Regions from separate parts of the Mus musculus genome. Here regions 2 and 3 are each linked to region 1. Evidence: chromatin contacts called from public Hi-C data. All regions are on one chromosome and are shown on one strand. The core of a region is the stretch at or near the end of the contact, and the rest is flanking DNA. Distances in the headings are between cores, read along the strand shown. Region 1 has its middle 72 kb from the start of Gm35748. Region 2 overlaps Gm37004 (a long non-coding RNA gene). Region 3 has its middle 4.9 kb from the start of Gm35748.

Evidence for each region. A called contact is a pair of places that touch in the nucleus more often than the background predicts.
Region 2: a Hi-C map of regulatory T cells shows a contact between it and region 1, with 3 times the contacts expected there. The contact joins two enhancer-like sites. A contact is called at or near these places in 10 of 484 Hi-C or Micro-C datasets (B cells, CD8 T cells, CD8 central memory T cells and 6 more) and 2 of 115 datasets of contacts at active chromatin or transcription factors (CD8 T cells and thymic regulatory T cells).
Region 3: a Hi-C map of regulatory T cells shows a contact between it and region 1, with 1.8 times the contacts expected there. The contact joins two enhancer-like sites. A contact is called at or near these places in 7 of 484 Hi-C or Micro-C datasets (the C10 cell line, CD8 T cells, bone marrow-derived dendritic cells and 3 more) and 3 of 115 datasets of contacts at active chromatin or transcription factors (CD8 T cells, bone marrow-derived dendritic cells and memory CD8 T cells).

The regions. Positions count from the first base shown.
Region 1 is chr2:79,048,368-79,053,177 of GRCm38.p6, forward strand. No RefSeq gene overlaps it. Among named protein-coding and RNA genes, the nearest start is that of Gm35748, 72 kb to the right of the region's middle. Within about 2 kb of position 2,459, at least 32 of the 459 cell types and tissues checked have an H3K27ac peak or open chromatin away from gene starts, as enhancers often do. A contact at or near this core is called in CD8 T cells, group 2 innate lymphoid cells, memory CD8 T cells and 1 more, where this site is marked.
Region 2 is chr2:78,977,255-78,982,064 of GRCm38.p6, forward strand. All of the region lies in intron 1 of Gm37004 (a long non-coding RNA gene), which reads left to right. Among named protein-coding and RNA genes, the nearest start is that of Gm37004, 7.1 kb to the left of the region's middle. Within about 2 kb of position 2,962, at least 23 of the 459 cell types and tissues checked have an H3K27ac peak or open chromatin away from gene starts, as enhancers often do. A contact at or near this core is called in CD8 T cells, group 2 innate lymphoid cells and regulatory T cells, where this site is marked.
Region 3 is chr2:79,124,802-79,129,611 of GRCm38.p6, forward strand. No RefSeq gene overlaps it. Among named protein-coding and RNA genes, the nearest start is that of Gm35748, 4.9 kb to the left of the region's middle. Within about 2 kb of position 2,785, at least 42 of the 459 cell types and tissues checked have an H3K27ac peak or open chromatin away from gene starts, as enhancers often do. A contact at or near this core is called in CD8 T cells, memory CD8 T cells and regulatory T cells, where this site is marked.

The sequences.
Region 1 (4,810 bases), core at 1,209-3,708:
TTACTGAGATGCTGTCCAAACTGGTTTGTGCTGAGTATTCCCTAGCACTGTCCCATAATGTGGAAAAGACATATAGATGTAAAGAAAAGAGAATGATCATTTTCCTTACATCTCAGGATGCAATAGGGGATGCTTTTGTGTGTGTGAGTGTGTGTGTGTGTGTGTGTGTGTGTGTGTGCTACACAGAGTGATGTTTACATATTGTGTAGAGCACATAGATAAATAGAAATGAGTACAGGAGCTGAGACAATAAAACTATATGGATAAATAAGAAATGGGGTGAGTGACAAGCTTAGAATCCAACAAAATAATTGCAAAATTTCAAAGAAAAATAAAACATATGTTCAGAATACCAAGGTCTTCTAAGCAGTAGACAGTCAAAGCAAGCCATGCTCTTCAGGCTATGTGTATCTTTGAGTGTATCTGGATCCGTTGGCTTCAATCTTCTGAATTAGAAAGAGGAAACTGGTATGGGGGACATTTGGGATAGCATTGGAAGTGGAATTGAGGAAAATACCTAATAAAAAATATAAAAAAAAAAAAAAGAAAGAAAGAGGAAACTGCCAAGGTGTGAGGCAATGCTAAAGGTCTTGCAGCAGTGGTCACGAATTAGGTCATTGAAGGTCAGGCACTGGACTTTCCATTTTTATATATGGTGTATGTATATGATATATATATAGAGAGAGTGAAGTCTTATAATTCTTTATAAAAATTAACCCATTTCATGCATTAAAAAGGCACAAAATCCAGTGAACATTTTCCTTGTTACTTACCTGATAAGAAGATATGTGGAACTCTGTTAGTCTTGAAAATGCATTCAATATATAGTCAGAACTCTGTACGTGCAAATGCGTCAGGCAAAAATCAGAAGTGTTGACCTGGACAGGCTATTTTTCTAAGCTGTTAAAATGTACAGATCCATTCTGAATGTAGCAAAGTGCCTTAGTGACTAGGGTGTGGTTTCCCCCTAAGGGTGTGAGTACTGAGAGTAAATGCAAAAGGGACATCTTCCTCCTTCTTGTCTGTGTCGTTGGTGTTTGAAGCCATAGGTTGTATAATATATATTAGAGATTTTTGGTTTTACCCTTGGCTCCAAAGAAAATAAAAGAGACTAATTTACCTTTCAATGCCAAGACAAAACTGTGATTCTTGTCTCACAGTTCTGGGCTTGTGATCTACTTAACTACTGCTTGAATGGGACAGGGTCAGGCTGATTCTGAGCCGTTGTGATCTATTCATTAACACATATATGTCATTTTATAGCATATTGTAACTATTCACTTATACTTTTAACTTATAGCAACTTGTTGTGAAATTTGCTGGGTAAAAGGTATCTTAACTGATATTTTAAAAAGGAATAAATACATGTATGTGACTTACCTATTATCTTGTCCATATGTACAGTTGATACCATGATGCTTTTAGATATATATGTGTTGTGAAGTGACTAAACCAAAGACTAACGTATCACCTCGTAGGTTTAATCTGTGTGTTCAATGAGGACATCTAAGATCCCACTTAACAATTTTGATATATAACTCATAACATGACTAGCATAGTCACTATGACTATACAGATAAACTCTTAAAATTGTTCTATGCAACTGATAACATCTGGTTGATATCTCTGATCTATACTGTTAGGCTCTGGTGACCATAATTTCTTGTCTTTGCTCTTACAAGGTAAAATTTGACCTTTGATGATTTTCATACAAGTACATCTGCACTGGAATTGGTTGAACACACAGCTATTAAAGACCATTTACAATTTCCACTGCTGTCAGACCTGTATATTAACCTGGGTGATAGATAAGCAAAGGACCACTAGCTTAGTATGGAAAACTCACACTGATATTCTACTGTCTTTGCTCTATAAACTTATCTGCACATCATCTGTAGTTCATGAAAAAAATGTAAGACAGTAATGACATGAATAGAATGGAATTATTTTGCTCTAAAAGCTTGTGGACAAAGGGAGAAGAAAAGAATGGAGATATTTCAAATTCTATTTATCTGAATCTTGCAAATAGCCGAAGAGCCACATACGAAAGGATGTTTTCCGACCGTATTTGCAGGGGTAAACTTATGGTGGATATTAGCATGCTCTGATGCACCAGAGTTGCAATGAATGAGTGCAAGAGCTTCAGAAATTTTTGGTGAGGATTTTCCTGGTTTGCACAATAGTTAGTATAAAATTAGAACTCAAAAGCAGGCAAAACTTCTGCCATGTCTGTCTGTGCACTTTTTAGTGTATTTGAGGCCTTAGAGGATCCCCTGAAGGTTTGCTGGCTTCCTGTGGTGTGCTGTTTGTTCCATTATGCTGTTCACCTGGCCTGTTTTGCAATTCATGGCTTCTAATAACATTTTTACTGTGCCTGGGTAGCTGGCCCATATGGAGGCTGTTGATTCTGTTGTTCTAATAAGAGTATGAAATGTAGCTTGTGGGTTTTTGTGGGAGACAAAAAGAAACTCATTACAATTTCCTCTTCCTCTATCTGTTGCCAAAAACACCATTGCTGCCCAGGTCTGTGTTTTGAATCTATGACTACGTGTTTATGTTTTTACATCAATGTGTTTTATAAATACAGTAAAGTTTGTCTGAAGAACTAAACTCCAGCTAACTAAAACTATGCATGGCTACAAAAGCAGACAGGAAAGCAAGCAGACAGATGCTTCTGTGAAGGAGCAATGCTTACAAAGGTCTAAGGGAGTTCCATTTGTGAAGTGCTTTTTGAGCTATCAAGTGGCGTAAAGGGCTGGAAGCCTTCATTAGCCTCCGAGTGAGGAGCGAAGAGTGGTTGCTCCCAAGTTAGAAAGCAAGTGGAAAGCATTTAACAGAAGGTGCTTATTCTAAGAAGCTTTACTACACTTAAAGTGGGGCGATCTCACCAACCGTACCCTCAAAGAGGGGCTTCTGAAATGCAGAACGGTAGGCTTTATTAAACCAAACGCTGTGTGCACAGGTGAGAGAAGGAAGCACAAAGGACCTTTACTTATTTGATCAGCATGGGGCATACAGATGTGTCACAAGGGCATGGTTTACAATGTACTGACAAGTTCAGAGGCAAACTGCTCTGGAGCTACAGCCGGAATTATGAATTTATTCCAATCTGCTAGATAAACTGGACATCTCTTCCTGGTAACTGTTTGGTGACAAACAAGTGTAGTGAACAAATTTTGGTGAAAATGATCAAGTACATTTTAATTGCTATTGTAAACCTGGAAATAGGTCAACTCAAATGAGAAAGCACCATGGTTAAGAGGCACATCTGAGACTCCATATTACAAATACCTGGAGCCAGGTTATTGATTGTCAATGAGTGCCTACTCAAGCTCTTTTTCAAAACCTTGATTTTTTCTTATTTTTGACATGGATGAGCGGGAAATTGTCACTGGAGATTGGAGCATAGGTTTTCCTGTTCTCAAAATTCAAAACTGGCTAAATAAACTCAAACTTCTGCAATAATTCACCTTCAGGATGATATATATATCATATCATCCTAGTGGCCAGGAGAACTAGAGAGGGCTTTTGTGACCACCTAGAGTGGATGGTTTTAATCAGGGACACTCCCCTCTTTGCCATTCACAGCTGATCACTCTGAGAGCCAGTGAGGAAGGCAGTCACTGACATTTTTCTGTCCTGTCCCTGATGGTGGATCTGATAGGGAATGGGCTTTACTTCTTCGGGTCTCTTCCTCCCTTTTTGCTGCCTTTCCTTTCTTCCCTTCTCCTTTTCTTCCTTCCTCTTCTCTCTCGATTTTTTTATCGAGTATCTTATTCTTAGATTTGTTTCAGACTTTAAAAACTATTCTAACACGGGCTCTGCCTCTTACCTTCTATGTGGCAAAATTCCCTCTTGATGTGTCCTGAAGGCTTTTGCCTGCTGTCATCATATTTTCGGAACAATCACTTCCAGTTTTTATTTTATTTTCTCCTCCCTTAACATTCCTGTTCCTGTGTAAAATAGATCAGTTACCATGGGAACATGCCACTGTTCTGGGTGGGGTGACCACTGAAATTCATAGAGGGCTCTTCAGAGATGAGTGTGTGAAACTAAGATTGTATATGGTCCTTTTGACACCCTTCATGCTGTGATCTGATGTCTGTTTTGACTAAGGTGTCTCCATCCCCTGACACATCTCTTACATGAGTTAGTGTTTTATCTTGGATTATGATTATGAGAAAGATGCTAACTATAGATGTCTTTGTTTAAATAAAATCTGTCTTAACAACTTGAATAACTAGGAAGCTAGGTTAGGAAGAGATGTTGTTTTAGTGTTAAAATAGATGATGGTAGTGTCAGATTCAGCAGTGAACTGGCATACTCTTCAAATTTACAAAACATCATCTCAGACGGATATATATTATTAACATACTTTAAAAACCTTGTTTTGGATAATATCATAGGTTGCCTATGGAATGAAAAGGGATATTTTTCTTCTTTTATTCTCATTCATGTCATAGAAAGTAAGGGGAAAAAAAATCTTTGTTTTTCTAGCCATCTAGGTCTGAGAGGTGAGATCAATAAATTCCTTGAGAGTGAACTTAGTACTAATTCCAGAAATTTCCAGAAGTAAGACTTTTATATATTAAGTTTAACACCAAATGGAGTCTCGGGCTTCAGTACAGTATGTGGAAGGGTCTGTTGGAGCCTTCCATGCTCTGTGACCATGCTGGTCATCCTTATGACTAGAGCTTCCCCAGAGGGACAGGAATGGCTACAACATGGTTAGGAGGATCTAGGTGGCTTAGCTAAGGGATGCTTTATGTATGATTTATTTCTGCTGACCTTTCCATTGACTTTACCAAAC
Region 2 (4,810 bases), core at 1,712-4,211, 71 kb before region 1:
CTAGACATATAATAGTATATAGTTTAAAAGCGTCTATGTTTAAGAAACCTTTTGTTGTTCTATGATCTGATGTGTATATTTGTTATCTAACACATTAGAGAAACTTGAAGACACATTCCATTTCTCTGTCACCACTTAATCCCAACCACTTCGGCAATTTCTCTCTCTCCATCTACACTCAAACATGCCCTCTTCACTTCCTGCTAGCATGAGATACCTCAGTAGAAATTTAAAAATGGAGGTTTACATACAGTTTCAGATCACTACAGCTATGTGTGTTTACATTTTGTGTGAAAAAAATGCAAAGAAAGCATTCCTTCTCAACCCTCTTCCTGAGAATTCCTGATTTTTTTTTAAGACTGTTACTTTGTGAAGGCTAAATGGTTATATAATGCACGGCCATAGAGGATGCATGCTTTATTAGTTATAAAGTGATCTAGATTAAGAACCTAACGAGTGACTAATCCTGGTGCTCTGAAGAGAGAGAGAAGACATATCCTTCCATAACAAGCATTTACAAGGACAAAGCATTTCTAACCCCTCTTGATTCCCCAGCCACTAAAGTGGGTAGGTGGAGGAGCGCCTCATAGAAGCAGAGTAAGGGGGGATGGGATAGGAGGTTTGCAGAGGGAAAACTGGGAAAGGGGAATAACATTTGAAATTTAAATAAACAAAGTATCCAGTTAAAATTTTTCAAACAAAACAAAACAAAACAAAAACAAAAAACAAACAAAAAAAACTAAGTGTAGTTAAAACTTGGATCTTAACCAGGAAGTCTATACTTTAAAGGTCAGCATTGTAAATTGGTTTCCTCTGCAACAGCAAAGTGTCACAAACATGAGGCACAAGGCAAGACTTCAGCATAGTTCTGTGATTTTGGTCACACAGCTTACTTTAATTTACTTTAAGCTGTACAGGAAGCTAACATGAGATGAATGCTGAGTTCCTGGCTTCAGACCAAGCAAGTTCATACTTGGTAAGATTCCACTCTCAAATGTCATTTCCCCCAGCTTTTCTACACTGGCCCATGACTGCCAACCACAAGTTGATGCACATTTCAATGAAAAGTACCCCTCAAATAAACTTGTTACAAACTCGAACCGATCATCATATCATAACTTTATTTGGAGGACTTATATTCTGCCAGTGTATTTCTTTCTTGTTGAACAAACATACCTTCTTAGCATAAGAAGCATAAGAGATGAACCCTAGTCATGCAGGTCCAATAGAAACTAGCCAATAAATGGAGCTTGGTAGGTAGTGTGGTTTGTTCCCAGGGGTGTCTTCATTTCATATAAATACTAGTTTATATGAAATATAGTTTGGGAGCTAAAACCACAGGTGGTGATACCAGTACTAGGAAGAGGGTTGAGAAGGAACTAGGTGGAAAATAGAAATAGGCAAATTCGCAATTGCCCTAGAATGTACATAGTCAGCAAACAGAAGGAGAGAGTATCCTATCCAGGATTGCTATCCTATTCTAAAAGAAGGAATGAGGGAAGGAGGGGAGGGAGGCAGGGAGGAGGGAGGGAGGGAAGGAGGAGGGAAGGGGCAAGCATGGGGAAGACTATTGGAAAAAAATAGACCCCAGGCAGCGCCAAATGTTGAACAAACTTAAGTTACAGGGAATGTGGGGGGTTTCATGGTGGGCTTTGGGAGAGACTTCTGGAAAGCAGTAGCGCTGGAGGCTGAAAGAGGAGAGAGCCACCACTAACCACACGTGTGCAAGCATTTGGTATAGGGCTGAGGGCAGAGTGGGCAGTCTGAGCAAGGAAAGGGACTCATGAAATCTTTCTAGTAAAATGTTATTTGGCATTATAAACACGAAGAGACTTAATCTGAAATGATTCTGTAATATTAACAAGGTTTCTGGGCTTTTGTCTTACAAAGGCAAACAACAAACAGAGAAGATTATTCGAAATAGAGAATTAACTCAGCCACTTGAAATACTTTACCTTAAGCCTGAAGGAAAAAATTTATCTTTGAGCTTTAGTATGTTTAACTTAGGATCTGCTGGTGTATGTCTCCTAAACACCTGTTCAAATGAGGGGTTTTCTCTCCTCCTCTCTGTGGTGATTTGTATTCTGTGCTCAGTCGGCGATGCACAGCATGCACGATGCTGCCAATTTAATGTCAGGTAAGTCAGCGTGTATTACAGCTTCAGGAAACACATCTTTTCACAGTGATAGACCATTTTGAATGGGAGTTTTCTAAATATGAACATGGGAAAAAGATAGTATTTGTAAATTAGAATCAGTAACAATGTTCTTAGAGCTAGGAACAAATATTTTTTAAAAAAAAAATCAGTCACAAATGATGCTAAGTGATTTGCATGCTTACTGCATTACCTAACTGGTCATCAAGTGCTTCAGCTCTGATTTTTAGATTGAAGCAACATATAAAAGCCAGAGTGTTTATCACCACTGTCTTCACTTTACAGCTTGATTTGATGGTGATTTCCGACCCACCCCGAATCTTCATCTCTCTTCATGCCAACCCTTCTCTGATTGGCTTCATTCCCTCCCAAGGTTCCAAATACCCCCTTTATGATATTGGTGGTCAGATTTATATTTCTGAACCTTTCAAAACTAATGTGTTTACTCTGTTCAATCCGTGAGTAACAAATGATCTTTCCTGCTTCTCAACTTCCTTTCATTTCTCACAGAGTCGAGTGGAGAATGGTGGAGATATAATGCACTGTGTATGTTTTAATGTGCACTTGCTAGGCTCTGGCATGTGTGCTCACACATGGGACCATTACCTCAAGCAGAACAATGAATACAGTCAACACTAAGTCTCCTCATGCTTCCTATTGTTTTTAGGTTCTTTCCACTCCCTTGTGAATGGCACACTTTTGCCCAGGTCTTTTTTTCTGTGAAATTTGGCCTAGTTCTTTTGAGTCTCTGTGCAGCTGCCTTTGTCAGTGAATTGCTGCTGTGGTTGCGGGGAGGTAGGATCCCGTGACACTTCAAATATTTACTCACCAGCCAGCGGGCATTTGTGTGGGTTCTAGCTTAGGGCTGTCCTACGTACAGCTGATATGGCCACTGATGTACAAACAGTTCATTCTATGGCTATGTATTTTGATCTGTCCTAGGTAAAAACCTAGGACTAGGAGGGTTACGTCACATAACAGCCTTAACATTCTTTAGGTTATAAATTTTAAGAATTTGCCTAACATTTTTTTTTCCTCTAGTGTAGCTGTACCATTTTCATTCCTGACAGCTGTATTTGAAAGCTCTTTGTTGCCATCCGGCAGACTATTAGCATGGTCAATATTTTAATTATAAAAATGTGTGTGTATTGTTACATTCAGTCGTTCTAACTTGAATGTATTAGTAACAAACGATGCTGTCAATTTTGTCTGTATTCATTTTAAGAAACATGCATGCTCAAATCATCTGTCATTTTTTTTGAGTTGGGTAATTTTCTCTCTTAATGTTAAAATGTGAAACTATTCTCTCTAATTTCTCCAGATTTTGTCTCCCTGGATGTGTATGATGAGCAGTGTTCTGCTTAGTACTAAAGAAAAGTGCCTGACTGCTTGACTCATTAGGTAGCCAGTGATGGCCTTGAGCCACTTTCCAAGTGTGCTTCTATCCTTAGTTTAGGTACTGGGGATAAACTCTGAGACACTATGCATGCTAGGCAAGTACTTTACCAACTGAGCTACAGTCCAGCATGGATTTCTTAATTTATCTAGAGTCTAAAGGTCATCTCTTCAACTCATAGTAGCTAGAAACTTCCTGTTCCCTCTGCTACCTTTGTGGGGCCTCTTTTGGGGGCTGTGAACTAATTCTCTCTAGTTAGTCTCAGGAAATTTCCATTTGGTGACTCACAGTCAACTTTCAAGTTAATGCATCCAAAATAGAGTTCTTCCCCTTCTGGAAACTTTTTTCTTTCTTCACCCTCTCAGTATATGGCATCGCCAAGCACACACTTGCTTGCACTTGACATCTAGAAGTACCTTTTGATTTTCCCCTTCTCTATCAGGATCTAAGCCACACCTTTCAGGTAAAATAAAGAGTTAAACCATCAATCCTTTTTCCTTTGCTTCCTCTCATTTCTGTGATCCCAGTCTATAATGAGAGCGGTCCTCGTTCACTGAAATTACCCCATCTCCTAACAGATTTCCCCCTTTCTTGCATTGCTTTCTTCTGTCCTCTACCATAGCCATCCATCATGCCAAGCATCTGGGAGCCCCTAAATGTGTAAAGCAGGTTAAATCAGGCTTTCTTGAAAGTCTTTAATAATACTTCTTGTTTCAAATAAATAAAAATATCCACTCCTTCCAATGTCTTACAAGGTATGAAAGAGCTAATCATCATATCCTGGGTAATTTATGGTTTTTTATTTTGTTTTGTTTTTGATTCTTCTCTTAACATGGCCTCACTATTTTCTAGGAAATAATGAACTGTTTCCAGCGTTAAAAATCTTGTCACCAAATAAAGTGTTTTTCTTTGAGTTTGTGCTACAACCCAACCTATCTTATCGTCCAGATCTTACCTAAATAACAAGCGGAAGCCTCATTAGCTCTCCCATGTTGCTAAGCCTTTCATGTTACTTGCACTCCTACTGCCTGCTTCTTATGTTCTCAGAAACTGATTTCTTCCCAACTTTAGTTTGTTGTCTTATAGGTCTCAAAACTGTTATTATGCTGGCTTCTATGATTTTTGCTCACTACTATTTATCTAGTATTTGCAGCTGCCTGCTACCTATAGATATTTAATACTCTATCATACAAAAGAAGGATATATTTGAGTTAAAAATCACTTTTTGTGGCCAGTAAAATGGCTTTGAGGGTGCTTGC
Region 3 (4,810 bases), core at 1,535-4,034, 77 kb after region 1:
CAGGAGGTCACACTTTACCTGTTCATCTCTTTGGGCCGTGGCTTTAGAGGATCACACAGCCACCAAAAAAGGCCCAAAAAGCAGTCCTTCTCTGTGTTACATAGAATAGTCTCTTGCTTTTGGGGACTGACATCATTGCTGTCCTACATGCTAGGCTAGCCTGGGTGGCAGGCTTCTTTCCCTGGTGTTATTTATTGTTTTTTGAACCCTGTAGGAAAGCCCTCCTGTTAGCCGGGTACATTTGTGAGTGCACCTAACTGCAGATGTTCAGATTGTACCAATCCATAGGACTACAGAATGTTTTCTACTGTCTTCTAGAACTTAGGTTTTTGTTTGTTTGTTTGTTGTTGTTTGCTTGCTTGCATCTTTTAATTTTTGTTTTTGCAGTACTGGGGTTCAATCAGGACCTTGTAGAACATAGGCAAGTACCACTACCACTGAGCTACACCTTCAGCCTTGGGGAAGAGTTGAAAGGGACAAAACAAATTATTCTATAGTTTTCCTGTGTTTATAATACACTAAACATTGAACAATAAAATATAAGTTATCGTTTGACCTAAATTTTTACATTTTATATTTATTTACTTTGTGAATATGTGTACGAAAGAGCGAACATGTGTGTGCATGTATGTGAGTGCAAGTGCCGTGGTATGGGTACAGAAGTCAGATGACAACTGGCAAACGCTGCTCCTCTCTCTCCACCCTGTGGGTTCCAAGGATTGAACTCAGATCGCCAGTGTTGGTAGCAAGTGCCTTTACCTATCAAGACGTCTCATTGGCCCACTGTGGCCCTTGAATTACATATTAAACTAATTGAGATCACCCTCTTTGCTATTTCAGAAAGTGAAGAGCCTTAAAAGTTCCCTAGAACTCTTACTTTAAGTTATAATTTAAATTCAGAAGTCTTTCTCGAGAACAATTTAAAAAGTTGTCCTAAAATAAATAAAGCTTAGTAATAATATATATTGTTGTACATATAATGATATATAATATTTATGTAATTAAATATATACATATAATTACATATAATATATAATAAATAAATGAATTTACTGTTTTGTTAGCAATACTGAAGGAACAAGCTCCTATCCAGTGCACCTACACTGTAGACCTGCCAGCTCCCTTTCACCTCACATACAGAATATGTAGTGGGTGGTCTTCCTTTTATTTTACTGGAGCAAGAAAACATTGGAGATGTTAGATAAAGCATCCAGGGCCAAATGGGTCATAAGTGTCATCTATGTTGGGTTACTCTGGCCTCAAAAATTATATTCTTTTCATCCCAATCCTATCAGCTTTCAAAACCAAACCTGGTTGTTTTTATGTTTAAATTAAATCACAGCAGCAGAGATGCACTTTAAAATAGATGTCCTCCTTTCCCCCAAAAGATCATAATCATGATGATCATCCTGAGGGAGTTAGAGGAGTTTAAACTAGGAAGCACCAGTATCTTAATTAAATACCTGCCTGCTACACAATTAAAATGCTGATTAGGGTCCTAGTGTGAAGTAGGAGCCTCTGTTCTCTGTGCCCGTGCCTAGGGGGCGGGGGTGTCACTAGACTTTGCAGATTCGATGCTTACAGTACTGTAGTTTCACCTCAGAGCCCCTGAATAGCTGAGAAGAAAGACAGGGAGTCCAACAAGTGAGAGGCATAAAAGGTTGCCACTCACCACTCTCAGTACCCTTGACCCTCAGTCCACAGCTTAACTGTCAACAACCAAAAAACTATTGTGTGAGAGAATTGCTTAAAATACTTGAGTCTCTCTCCCTACTAGTGGAGCTATCTTGCGGTCTGGGAAGCTATAGTGACAGTTTGAAACTGTTGTAGAGTATATATATATACATCTATATCTCTGCAGTGTGGTGTGCTTTCTTATCTTCAGGAGCTTGACCTCAAACAGTTGACAAAACTAAAGAAAGTAAAGTCTCACGTTTCCTCATTTCAAGGTTTACGTTCAGTTGAGGATGTATCAGCAAAAGTCAGTATTAATCCATTTATGATATGAACATGACCAGCTATGGGGTTTTCATTTTGTATTCTCTTAACAGCTGTGAACAAGGCTGTGCCAAATTTACATTCCAGTATTGAAAGTTTATTATTTCACCAGATAAAATATAAATAGGTGATCTTGCAAAGAGGTTATTAAAGTAATGTCACAAAACTACTCACTAATCATATTGTAGTGACCAATGCACAGTATTAATAATAAATTCTAGGCAACCTTACTGTAGAAAATACAAGCCACACATTATATACCAAGTAAATACTTCCTGTATTAAAATGTGAATGTGGTATTAGCCTTGCTCTGAGGAATAAACACATAGCTAATTATATGTTAGGTGGTCTTTAAAAGGAAGTAGACTTTATTCTGGAAGTGACTGCATGATTCATGTGTGCAGGAGCCGAGAGAGACTCCTCCACCCAGCAAGGGAGGTCAAGGCTCATAAGAAGCATCAGACGCCGGATGAGGACAAACTGGGAAAAAAAGAAAAGAACTGTATCATTTTCATTTACTGTTCTGTAAATATCTTCATTTTAAATACATTGAAGAATTGTCCACAATAAAGGAGATGCAGAAATGAGTCAAAAGCCATAGAAATAAAGGGGAATGGGTTATTGAAAGGAGGGGAACAGGATGTGACAGAAAGGATCTAAGGGGCGGAAGGAGACATCCAGAGGAACAAAGGTGTTTGTAAAATGTTTGTGAGTCCTCTCCCCTTTCTGAGTCTTCCGACTCCTGTGGAGTCTCATTCTCTGAGTCTTTCACAGGATGTACATTTTTAGCCTGTTTACTCTGTAACTGAAACCTTTGCTTGTGTCCTCTTTGAACACCGCAAATGTAAGGCAAGGAAGGAGAAGTTGGTTTCAAGCCATTAAGGTGCAATTCTTGTCTGGGGCATCAGTGTCTCAAAGAAGAGACTCAGCTATACTGTTCCTGGCCGTAGACCCAAAATATGCTCCACCATACCACGAGGACACATGCTCCATTATGTTCATAGCAAATTTATCCATAATAGCCAGAAGCTGGGAACAATCTAGATGTCCCTCAACTGAAGAATGGATAAAGAAAATGTGGTTCATTTACACATTAGAATATGATTCAGCCATTAAAAACAAGGACATCATAAATTTTGCAGTTAAATGGATAGGACTAGAAGATATTATCCTGGATGAGGTAACCCAGATTCAAAAGAACAGGCATGGTATGTACTCACTGATAAGTATAGAATGCCCATGATATACCCTACAGACCCAAAGAAGTTAGATAAGAAGGAAGGCCCAAGCAAGGGTACTTGAATCACACTTAGAAGGGGAAACAGAATAAGAGACAGAGGAAAGGAGGGAACAGGGTGGGAGAGGGGAGCGGGAGGAGAATAGGGAGGCAGGGTCAGGTGTGGGAAGAGACAGGAAAGAGGCCCAGGAGAATGAATGGAAATCTACACTTGCTGGGGGTGAAAGAGGTGGGGAGGTTGGAGGGGGGATCTCTGGGAAGTCCCAGAGACCTGGGATAGGGGAGCCTACCAGGAGTCAATTTGGGTGACCTCAGCTAAGAAGCCTAACAGTGGGGATATAGAACCTGAAGAGGTCATCTCCTGTAGCCAGGCAAGACCCCCAGTAGAGAAATAAGGACACCAACCCACCCACAAAACTTTTGACCCAAAATTTGTTCTGTCTAAGTAAGGTAACCCAATCACAAAAGAAGTCATTAGATATGCACTCATTGATAAGTGGATATTAGCCCAGAAACATAGAACACCCAAGATACAATTTGCAAAACACAAGAAAATCAAGAAGAGGGGAGACCAATGGGTGGAAACTTCATTCCTCCTTAGAACAGGGAACAAAATACCCATGAAAGGAGTTACAGAGACAAAGTTTGGAGCTAAGACGAAAGGATGGACTATCTGGAGACTACACCACCTGGGGATCCATCCCATAATCAGCCACCAAACCCAGACACTATTGCATATGCCAGCAAGATTTTGCTGAAGGGACCCTGGTATAACTGTCTTATATGAGGCTATGCCACTGCTTGGCAAATACAGAAGTGGATGCTCACAGTCATCCATAAGATGGAACACAGGGCCCCCAGTGGAGAAGCTAGAGAAAGCACTCAAGGAGCTGAAGGGGTCTGCAACCCTATAGGTGGAACAACAATATGAACTAACCAGTACCCCAAGAGCTCATGTCTCTAGCTGCACATGTAGCAGAAGATGGCCTAGCTGGCCATCACTGGGAAGAGAGGCCCCTTGGGGACTCTTTATATGCCCCAGTACAGGGGAATGCTAGGGCCAAGAAGTGGGAGTGGGTGGGTAGGGAAGCAGGGCAGGGGAAGGGTATAGGGAACTTTCGGGATAGCATTTGAAATGTATATAAAGAAAATATCTAATATATATATATATATATATATATATATATATATATATATGAAATGCAGGATGGAGCAGAGACTGAAGGAAAGGCCAACCAATAACTGGTCCAACTCAAAAACCCTCCCATGGGCAAGCACCAATTTCTGACATTATGATACGCTGTTATGCTTGTGGAAAAAAGTCTAGCATAACTGTCCTCTGAGAGGTTCTAGTCAGCAGCAGAGCAAAATAGATGGAGATACCCACAGCCAAGCATTGGATGGTGTTGGGACTCTTATGGAAGAGCTGGGGGGAAAGATTGAAGGCCCTAAAAGGGAAGGGAACACTACAGAAAGACCAACAGAGTCAGCTAACCTGGATGCCTGGGAGCTCTTATAGCCTGAGCCACCAACCAAAGAACATTAGCAAGCTGGGACAAGGCCCCCGGAACATAT